2 separate regions of the Anas platyrhynchos genome follow, and region 1 is linked to region 2. Evidence: chromatin contacts called from public Hi-C data. All regions are on one chromosome and are shown on one strand. The core of a region is the stretch at or near the end of the contact, and the rest is flanking DNA. Distances in the headings are between cores, read along the strand shown.

The links. A called contact is a pair of places that touch in the nucleus more often than the background predicts.
Region 1: a Hi-C map of skeletal muscle shows a contact between it and region 2, with 3 times the contacts expected there. The contact joins two enhancer-like sites. A contact is called at or near these places in 5 of 8 Hi-C or Micro-C datasets (F5 follicle, liver, skeletal muscle and 1 more).

What each region holds. Positions count from the first base shown.
Region 1 is chr2:48,017,484-48,022,957 of IASCAAS_PekinDuck_T2T, forward strand. No RefSeq gene overlaps it. Among named protein-coding and RNA genes, the nearest start is that of PCMTD1, 21 kb to the left of the region's middle. Within about 2 kb of position 1,623, at least 1 of the 8 cell types and tissues checked has an H3K27ac peak or open chromatin away from gene starts, as enhancers often do.
Region 2 is chr2:47,981,413-47,986,859 of IASCAAS_PekinDuck_T2T, forward strand. PCMTD1 (protein-L-isoaspartate (D-aspartate) O-methyltransferase domain containing 1) reads right to left here. Exons shown (of 7, transcript XM_038174321.2): 2 at 3,499-3,606. Among named protein-coding and RNA genes, the nearest start is that of PCMTD1, 15 kb to the right of the region's middle. Within about 2 kb of position 4,154, at least 2 of the 8 cell types and tissues checked have an H3K27ac peak or open chromatin away from gene starts, as enhancers often do.

The DNA of each region.
Region 1 (5,474 bases), core at 373-2,872, 34 kb after region 2:
AAGAACGGGATACAGAAGGCCCGAAGGCCGAGTTGCTTGACAACTTAAAGCCAGACATATTGTTCAAAAGGAATGGAAAATGGAGACAGTTAAGTCATGGGACTTAAAGGATTGTTTGTTTCCTTTTCTGATTGTACATATGTGCAGGTTTAGTATGTAAAAGCAATGTTCTATATAATTAGAAATTTTGATGTTCATGTGTTCATGTTGGTGGAGCATAGACTCCCCACACACCCAGCACTGTTTACTTGCCTTTTATACATTTTATAAATATTACTAAATTCAGATTGAGTTGAGACTTCATTTATAACATTGTGTAAAAAATGCAGTCCACTGAAGTAAGTAATCATAATTCTCACTGTTTGATGTCTCATCTGTATTTTATTTTTTTGCTTTCTTGCATAACAACAGTTTTGTCAGCAACCTCATTGATAATTGAATATTATTTTGGGAAGAAATATTTTATTTTATGCAGTTTATTCAATAAGCTTTGTTTTAGCATGTTTCAGAAATACTCAGTTGTTTCTAAATTTTATCTGATGGGTTGAACTAAAAAGTTTCTTCTCCTTCATTTTTTTTTTTTTTCAAAGAGAACATTTTACTAAAATTAACTGTAGGTCACAGTTAAAAAGTATGTATTAGATTATTTGGTAACACAGTTATGCACTGAGGCATTAGTGTATGAACTCTTCTATTGTAGTGCTTTGTCTGAGGAACCTGCTTCTAACTAAAAAACCCCCAGTACAGAAATGCAACTGATACCAAGTAGTGAGAAATTATGTGATAGAAAAACATTTGTAAGAGAACTTCTTTTCAAATCTAAAGATGAAAAGGCAAGCTGAGACAATTTCCTCCTCTAAATAATTAATAATATTATTATTATATCCAGGATCTGTGTAAAAGGCTGAAGGCCTGTAAAAGGAATGCAAGATTTATTTTTCTATTGCTGTTTATTTAAAATATGTACTGCCAGCTCTGGCTGATCTTCTTGACTAGCCAGGTTCAAAGGCTGCCTCCTCAGCTGATGGAGTTCAGTTCTACTTCATGCTAATAAAGCAAAATCCACAGAGACAAGGTGAGAATGTGGCTCACTAAGGAGAAAAGGGCTGCAGTGTTGTCAGCTAAGCAGCAGGAAAGAAGAAAACAAAAACTATCCCATGAATAGGTTAAAAATAAGCATGCTCTTAGTTTCTGCTCAGTTTCAGTTGCTGAGAAGGGAAAATAAGGTTTCAGTTCTAATCACTAAGTTTCACCTCTTGTTTACAAGTGAAAACTAACTCGTTTATTGTTTTTCCCAGTGAAAGAGCTACTAGAATGAATGAGCACTTGAGAAATATCTGTTAGAACCTGTGCTGGGGAAATTTCAGTTTCAATTAAGCTTTTGTTTAGCTTTCTAAAACATGCAATGTCCTCAGAAGGTCAGAAAAATATCCCCTTCCTTTGCAATCGTTTCGCAATCTGTATTTTCTTGAGGCGTGCAATGCCCTCTGCTGGTGCGCAGATTTTATATCAAGTTAGAATACAGGAAACACGGCGAAGTTAGATGCAAAGTTGACAGCTGGGAACGCATCTTCTCTTGTTCTGTGATTTATACCTCAGTGACAGAGCTTTGCTAGCTATGTGCAGCCTGTGTAACCCTTGTGGCAAATGGCTGGGAGTAACAGTGAGGTTTTATTCAGAGCATCTTTAAAGAGGCACAAAGCCATTCCAGCCTTGCCATGGACTATCTGTGCTGCCTTGGGAACATGTAAAACTCCTGTCAGTGCTGAAGAAGAATTAAAATCAGAATTATGCTATCATAAGACTAGAAAGAAATCACAGGCCTCATTAAGAATTTAAGGCTCACATTTCACAAAGAATAATCAGATGACAAAAAAAAAAAAAAAAAAAAAAAAAAAAGGATTTCTCCTGCTAATGTACATCAGTTGCCTATGGCCTATGTCTAGCATTTTTTCAGAGCTCATCTAAGCCTTCATCCTGGCAATTGAACAGCTCTGTTGCTGCTGGACATAAGGAATTTTTATTTTTTATTTATTAAACCTTGTTAACACTTCGTATACCAATACATTTATATAAAAAGAGCTGCTGTGAATCTGTCTCCATCTTTATTTAGCACATTCACAGAAACCCCACGGTGGAAACATTATATTTTATCCCAGCATATATTCATATGGGAAGAAGAATTTGCCTGGCAAGTGTTGGGAAGGTTTTCATTAGTATCTTTTATTTTTTGTAAAAGAAAGGATGAAAAAATGATTGAAAAAGTGCTGAATGAAGAATGGGCATAGACAACCTTCTTTCTCCACCCTTGCATCTCAATCCCATTTCCTTTGGAAAACTGGGAAGTGGAGCTAGTCAGGGAAAAGTAAAGAAAAAATATATATGAAGTGGGAATTGGAAATGGACTTCAAGTTGCAAGTAAAGATCTTGTCTCTGCCCATTTTAGTCCTGTGATGTTCCAAAAGACAAGGGCTCTCGATCAATATCAACGAGAAAGTAGGGATATACTGGACAGATACATTATTAAATTTCCTTGGCCCCCTTAAAAACAAAACAAAACAAAACAAAAAAACTATTTATATATAGCTTTATAAATCTACTGGCTTTTTAACAAAGAAGTCACTTGCCTATGTTAAAGACCATCAGTCTTAAAACATTCTAACCTTCACGCCCAAGACAAGACACAAAGTATAAACCAGACATAAAAAGAAAAGAAAAAGAAAATATTACTTACAGGATTGTAGCAAAAGAGAAAGAGCTGATGCACAAGACTTTTTGAAAATTCAGAGACACTATTTTGTTTCACTTCAGCTGTATTTAAATACTACTGGTGCTGAAAGGTGTTGAGATTATCCAGCATAAACCGATCTAGACATTAAAGAAATTTTTTGCCTTTGGTCAGATTGCTTGTGACAGTGCTGTGTGTTGCAAAGGGCTGATTGTGAAATCAGGCGAACAACAATAATTCAGAAAGTTCATTTGAACATGACAGAGCTGACTGGAGGCTCATTATAAATACCAGCTTCATGTAAGGAAAAGCAGGGGGGAATTGACTTCAGTATCCCCAGCTGGTATTATTCCTGGGGGAGAGACATACACACATGCACACGTGGTCAAAATAAATAAATAAAATGCTTGTGAAAGGTCAAATTTGTTTCCCCTACAAACATTTTTTAAGTGAAAATGATTAAAACAAATAAAACATTCCAGTTGTTTCAGCTTCAACATCTATTTGACTGAAAACCATTCTACACATTCAAACAAAAATCTCATTTTAGGTTATGGCTGTTCTATTCTTGGGAATGACCTGTCCATGCCTTTAAGACCTCATATATTATTTATATGATTCATATAGAAGCATGTTTTGGCAGTTCACCTGGAATGTGCTAATTAGATGAGAAAGCTATTGTCCATTTTTAAGCGTTTGCCTGCACTAAAGTCTTAAGCCAGCTCTTTTCCAATTAGTGCAGATATCTTCCCCCACATAACATATCTTCACATATGCGTACAAGTTGTGGGTTTTGTTTGTTTCTTTCTTTTCTTTGGGGGACGCAAGTTCAGCCTGACTGCTCTCAACTGAGTAAAACCTGCATTGCCTTGAGGAAGAGGCTGAGACAATGTACCAGTTCAGAAATAATGCAAAGTAAGCATTCACCACCCCGAAGCTGCCACACATTCTCTACACACTGCAATTGGATAATTACTTCTCTTACTGAAGGTTAGCACAGTAACACTGGACTATGTTTTCTTCCTATTAGAAACATTCGGTACTTATGGAAATGTATATATAAACATCAAATAAAAAATGTAGTGAATGATCCTTCCAACGCAGTCTGAAACCATGAACACCAGATATCTGTAGGGATGAGACAAGAGGATCTAGAACTTCATACCTGCAAACATCAGCAGAAGCTGCCAAGAGATGTATTTTAAGACATTCAGTACTACCTACCTCAGGTATGAGGCCCCAGAAATTGAATACATGTCCTCCAGAATTATGCGTCTGCCATTTGGTATGGCAGTCTGAACAGGGTCTGAAAAATCACACGGCTACTTTTTTTTTTTTTTTTTTTTGGGGGGGGGGGTAGAAGTAGTGGGGGACAGGCAGGACAATGTCAGATTGACTCTATGGTAAATCCCATAGTCAAAGCTAGTCCTAATAAAAATGAGAGTTCAGGAAAGGCAAGGGGAAATGACACACATTACAATTCTAATAAGTAATTGCCATATAGATTCTATTTTGTGGCTTACAAACTTTTGAGGGACAGGTCATTTATTTGTTGGAGATACTGCTTGCATTTATCTGACATTCTGTCCCTGAATAATTTCTCAGTTTCTCAAACAGTATAGTATTGATTACCTTTCACTTTTTATTGTATGTTCCTTAAAGAACAAATCACCCAGAGTGCATTAAGGAGTAAACTGACTTTCAATTATATGCCTTTTGTTATGCTAGGTGTTTTGAATTAGTGGCATATCAGTTTGAGAAGTGTGTATACAGCTTCGTCTATTAATGTACTTCCGTAATATCTAAAAAAAAAATGGGAGCTGCGGTCTTGGAAAAAATAGTAAATCAGCTGAGATGTAACTATTCATTCTACAGAGAATTTCATTGAAATAAAAGGCAATTAAGTTAAATGAGTGAGGTCAGACACTATTGAAGCAATCTATATTTCTTTAAAGCAAAACAGTATGCAAATCATGTATGTAAAACAAAGAGAAACAAAGTGCTAATTTAAATCAATCCTGAACAACAACAAAAAGTACAATGTGAAGCAAATTAAGAGAATTGTAGTTGATCTACAAAGCTTAAAAATAAAAGGGGGGAAGGGAGGAGGGGGCTGGGTTGAGGGATCAGACTGTATCCTGAAACAGGTTAAGGTCAGCCAGGCTGAAAGTGATATGAAAGGAAAAACCAGAATCATATAACATACTATATATGGTGAACTGTACTTCAGGCACAAAACCTGAAGTGTGGGAAGACAATATTCCTTTATTCAGTTTAATATGTTTATTACTACACAAGTCCTATCCATTCCTCAACCCCTGTTTGTTTTCTCTTCCTCAACTAGTTGATGCGGTGTCATGGTTTAACCCGGCCGGCAGCTAAACACCACGCAGCCGTTCGCTCACCCTCCCCCCTCCCTCTCTGGGACGGGGGAGAGAAATGGAAAGTGAAGCCCGTGAGTTGAGATAAAGACAGTTTAATAAGACAGGAAAATAATAATAACAAAATAATAATAACAATAATAACAATAATAATAATATGGTGATAATAGGGAAATAATAATAATATGTACAAACAAGTGATGCACAATGCAATTGCTCACCACTCGCTGAACGATGCCCAGCCTAACCCCGAGCAGTCCGGCCCCCTTCCCCCGGTTAGCCACCCCTATATATTGTTTAGCATGACGTCAGATGGTATGGAATACCACTTTGGCTAGTTTGGGTCACCTGTCCTGGGTCTGTCC
Region 2 (5,447 bases), core at 2,904-5,403:
ACACAATTCAAGTATGAACACAAGCTTTTTTCCTAATATTTGGTAGATTTTCCTCAATAAAAATATTGGCTTACAATACACAAGGCAGACTAGTTCATTTCCAAAAGTATTATTCCAACTGTACAATAACAAGTAGTATGTTAGACAAAATAAGACAGAAATAAGCAAGTGCCACTTTCAGTGCTTTACTTCTACATGCTACACACAAATCCAGTATCCCATTAGTTTCTACAAAATAGTCATTCTACCACCAGCATGAATGACTTCAAGTACATGATACTGATGCTCACAAAGAAATACTCACCCTCCTTAATTGCATTAAGTACCACCATTTTTAACACAAATCAACCTGCTTCTTCAAATATGTGTATTTAAAAAAAAATGCTCAGTGAAATATGAATATTATCTTTTGTCTGAGATTACTCCAACAAAATCCAGCATATTCCTGTTTCGTACAAATTAGGCAGTAACTCATGGGAACAATCAAGATACCAAAGATAACAGTCACCAGAACGAAACAGGTTCACAAACCTAGATTGTGGGGATCATTGCTCCATAATTTACAGTTCAATACTTTAAATGAAAACCTTCTTACACTAATGAATCCTCTTCCATGTAACAGGTCTGTATCAAAACTGTACTCATAAGCCTTTCCATGAAGACTAATGGAAATCTCCATAAATTATGACCAACTTCTAATTCTGTGTGTTCCCCAGCCACCAGTGCACAAGATCTGTGCATCCTGGAGCGCTAAGAGGATCAGAATAGTGAAGCTCTGCAAAGGAGAGCTAAACCTAAGAAGGCACTGCTTGAAGCCATTCACTGTAGATTCTGAAGGAAATGAGACTTACAAACTCATATAAAATCCAGAAGTAAACCCACACTTACTAGCCTGAGGATTGGAATTTTATTTCAAGTAGCGTTACTTGGTGAGGAAAGGGAAAAATAACTCAAAGTTTAACAGGAGAAGGAAAAATACCACATGGAACTGTTTCAGCTGAAAGATTACATATCCAAGATACAAACATCCACTTGTAGGATGCACAAATGCACTCCCAACCTGCTCACTGGCCAGGCAGTGAGAGAAGTAGGTAAGACCTTGATCCTGTCTAAGCAGCTCAACATAAGGCAAATCATCAGTTGTATCGACAATATCTTCATTACAACCCCCCCACAAAACAGCAAATGAGCTACTACTATGAAGAAAATTAACTGTGCCCCAGCCAAAACCAGTATAACAAGTGAAAGTCTAGTGACAAAAACAGTTTTGCCTTCCCTTTACTCTAAAAGCACTGTAATTGTCTTGACAGATACGTTTAGAAAGAATTTTAAATAGAAAGTAAATGTTAAGAATCAAGTTTTTGAAGATTAATGCAGCTACTTCATAGGTTTGAAAAAGAAATACCACTCCCAGCCCTACCTGCAGAATGCATTCACTACCTCAAGCCAGCAGGTGGAGAACTTCACTAACTATTTATACTCCACTGGTGAGCAGGCAATCTGAAACTTCTGAAGGAAAAAGCCTGTTCTTTCAACTTAAAGCTTTACAGAGTTTCTATCAGTGTCCTCAGTTTCACTGCAAACTGTTTCCATGTAAATAATATTTTCCAATTTCAAGATAGTCACTGAACTAAAATAGAACTTATTTAGGTATTTTCTGATTTAATGGTCTTGGGATTATTTGATACCTGAAGTTAGTTAATAAAGTATCACCAGAATTTCTGCTGATGATACCCACAAACAAACACTCTAAGTTAAAGAAAACAAAGTAGACCTTTTCATGAAAAATAACTTCCTGTGCTGTAGAGAAATATTCTGTCAAGGCATAACATACTTCCTTCTAATGCTTTTATGTAAGCTTTTGCCTTTGTGAAGGTAAAATTAACTTGCTTCTAACATAGACAAGAAATGTGTGAGGTCAGATAAACTTTCTATAATTTTACATATACAAATGAAGCCACCCCACAAGCTATTTTAGTAGAGGCTAAAGGAAAAAGGCAAGTCAGTCCAAGGTTCCTTGTGACTGCTGACCCAGGACCAAAATAAGCACAGCATAACATGCAATGATAAAAACATTCTACATAGCTGCACTCCACAAAGCTTACAGAAAGCATACTGTGAAGCTCAGCAATCCAAAACTGCAACACCTGCAGAGACAGAGCTTAAGGATCGTTCTAATGACTGTTTTACAAAGAGTTACAGAAATTACAGAAGAAAGGTGCATAACATTAACAAAATGCAGCCACTGTCTAAGCCCCTGGAATACAGTAGCCAACTGAACTTGTAGTTTAGGAATTTGAATTACAATGAAGTCTTAATAAAAAGTTCATGCACTGATAAAAACCAATTAGAATGTTTCTCATTCTACACTACTTATGAATGTATTTTTATAAATTGGAACAATTTTGAATTTTCTTCTCATATCCACAAATAAAAATATCACAACTTTCAATTTCGGTAAAACGCCACACAACTGTAACACCCCACCTCTGACCTGTATCTGACCTAACTTAAGGAATTACAGTAAAAATTGGTTATCATAAAGAGCTTAGGTTGAGTCTTTTTTTTTTTTAAATGTATTGTCTCATTAAATAAACAGGTTCTTGGGCTATGAGAACCTAAGAAGTGTTAACAAGTTGAGTGTATTTTAATTCTTAAACTTCTTATAATCCACAAACTCGTCTGAAAGGTTAGTAACTGCACATTTAGTCGAGTTGTTTGGCAGCTCTCAAATGGACACTAGCTTCTGAAATGTGCAAAATTTGTTTTGTTGTTGTTTTGTTTTTTGCTTCTGAAGTTAATTCCTCACATCAGTAAGGACTACATGCTTTACTTAAAACAGACTGGATACCACAATAATATCGGCATATCCTTACCCCATAGAGGCGACTTCCTTAAAATATGAATTATTTTAGCCTACCATTTTGACTCTTGTCTTGCTTCAAAAGATGAAAAACAGTATGAGCAGCATAACAGATGTGATGAAAAGTATTTTAAAAAGTCTGCTCCTCAGAACCAATGCATTCTGAGAAAGTCCTATTTACATTAGCATATCATCCCTGACAATCCCACACATATCGAATTCAGACTGTGGCGCATTCCTCGCAAGTCACAGCGGGTATGCAAAGTTGCTTGGTGAACCTTCCCCCTTCCTGGGGGGAGCAGCATACAGAGAGAAGAAAAGGTGACAGTAAGCCACAAAAGTATTCATAAAAGTAGACACAGGAACCAGCTGTTGAGTTTACTTAACGAGGAATGTTCTATGACTGTCAATAGGAAGGAATTAACCACACATGATGTAACAGTCTGAAAAAAAAAAGTCTGTTTTACAATTTCAGCTCACTCAGTTTCAGTTGTTAGACCTACTTCTGTTAGAGTAAGCTTCTGCCACTCCTACAGCTGTAATGAACTTGAGATCGTATTTCACCTGTTCTCGTCCCACCCAGTGACTCCTAAAACCAAAGAACCCCATTTTTTGTTCAGCTTTCCATTTCTTACCAAGTATTGTGAAAGTGCCACAGAAAGAAGAAATTCAACTCCCAACTGCAGAGCTAAATCTAAGGCTTCAGCAGAACTTCACGAATACACAGAATGGTTGATTACTATCTGAAAGGAAAGGAGAAATAACATTACTTTTGCCATGCAAAGACTGGAGACAGACAAAACATGAACTGTGGACTGGAGGTGACTGTAATAGGTGACTTCAAAAACAAGAACAAACTGTGGGACACAGGTATTTCAGACTGAATTCTTCACACACATTTTTGAAATATTTATACATATGCCTTGTTGCTGAACTATAATAAAATGAAAAAAAAAAAAAATAGATGTTCTAGGAAGAGTAACTGCTACTTGAACTGCCTTCTCTTCCACAGCTATTTGTTTTCTCATTCCAAATAATTTAGAAAGGAAGGAAACAGTTGTTTTCAGGGTATACTACCATAGTTCCTGGTGAATTAAGGGGAATTCTATTGGAAATACCATCATTTATTTATTTTAAGCCTATTAAATTTGTCTCACTGAAAAAACATTCACTCCTAACCTACTGTTTAGTCGATCGTTTCAACAAGCTTTTCAAGCTAAACAGAAACAAGTACAGTCAGTCCTCCAATTTAATACGCTCCACACAAAGCACACTTCAAGGTTCTTTGCAATATAGCAATGGAACAAGGAACAGACCACAGGATTAAAGTTAAGCCAAATGAATGTAAACAGATACAACTACTGACTTAACCTGAATTGCATTGACCTACTTGGGCAGAAAATGTTTGTCAAGTCTGCTGTGAGTTTAAACACTGATCCTCCTGCTAAGGCCTTCAACAGATGTTTACACAAGGCTCCAGGTGTGCCCTTGCTCTCATTGTCTTCCTCCATCTCCAGCCACCTGAACACACCACATGCCACGGACAGTACCACGCTTCTCTTGGAAGATGCACTGAGGCTTACAGCTCCACAAGTTTATAAACAGTGACAGACAACACTACAGGTCTCATTATAAAGTTACCTTTATAATTACACAAGGTTTTATACTTTTTAAATCAACCCTGCTGAATCTCTAGTTGTCCTCTTAGCTTTTTTCTTTGTTTTTATTTTCAGTTCCTGCAATATTTTTTTTTTTTAAACAGAAAATGTATTTTTGTTAGTTGTCCACCTAGATTTTTTCCCCTTCTTTCTTAGGACTGGAATATATTCGTTTTTCAGTAAGTTTTCTTCTATACTGGGATTTTTTTCCCCATCTGAAATGTTATCTACCCTCTTCACACAACGACAAAGCCTGAATGCCAAAATAAGCATTTTTTATATACCAGTTCTGTTTTCAAGTATGCCAATAAAGAATTTAAAATTCATTACTTCATATAACAAATGAAAACCCCACATTATTTCCTGAATGGGGCTTTTAATGTGCAGTTTACTACCACATCCTGACTCAGTTCTCACCACTGCTTAAAAAAATCAGCAAAAAGCACTGCTTGCAAAGATGAACCAGCACAGGATTTTTAAGATTCTTCTTCAAACTCATTTCCCCACCTGTGGCACCACACACTTGCATTCCCACTTCGAAACACGTACACAAGGTCAGTGTTTTCACCAGTTAGCCAACAATGCAGGTTGCAGTACTGGGCTGAAACACTGCAAGTCAGTTTCTGAAATCTGAAGTTGTAGATCTCTAACAAAATAGTACTAAAGTAGCTCTATGTCCTCAGATAGGAAGACCTCAACAGTCCTGTCTTATCCGGGGCTATGCTTATGATCCTCCAATAGTTGTCATTATGGTCACCACAGACCCAGCTTCAGTGTTCACATGCTAGAATATCCCCTGGGCCACCAGCTGACCTTTCTTAATTATCTCCTGCAGAAACACCCTGTTGAGAGACAGGAAAGCTGTCTCACTACCCTGTTGTAGTGAGTGATTAATTGCTAGGAAAAACCATCCATCATTTGCAAAC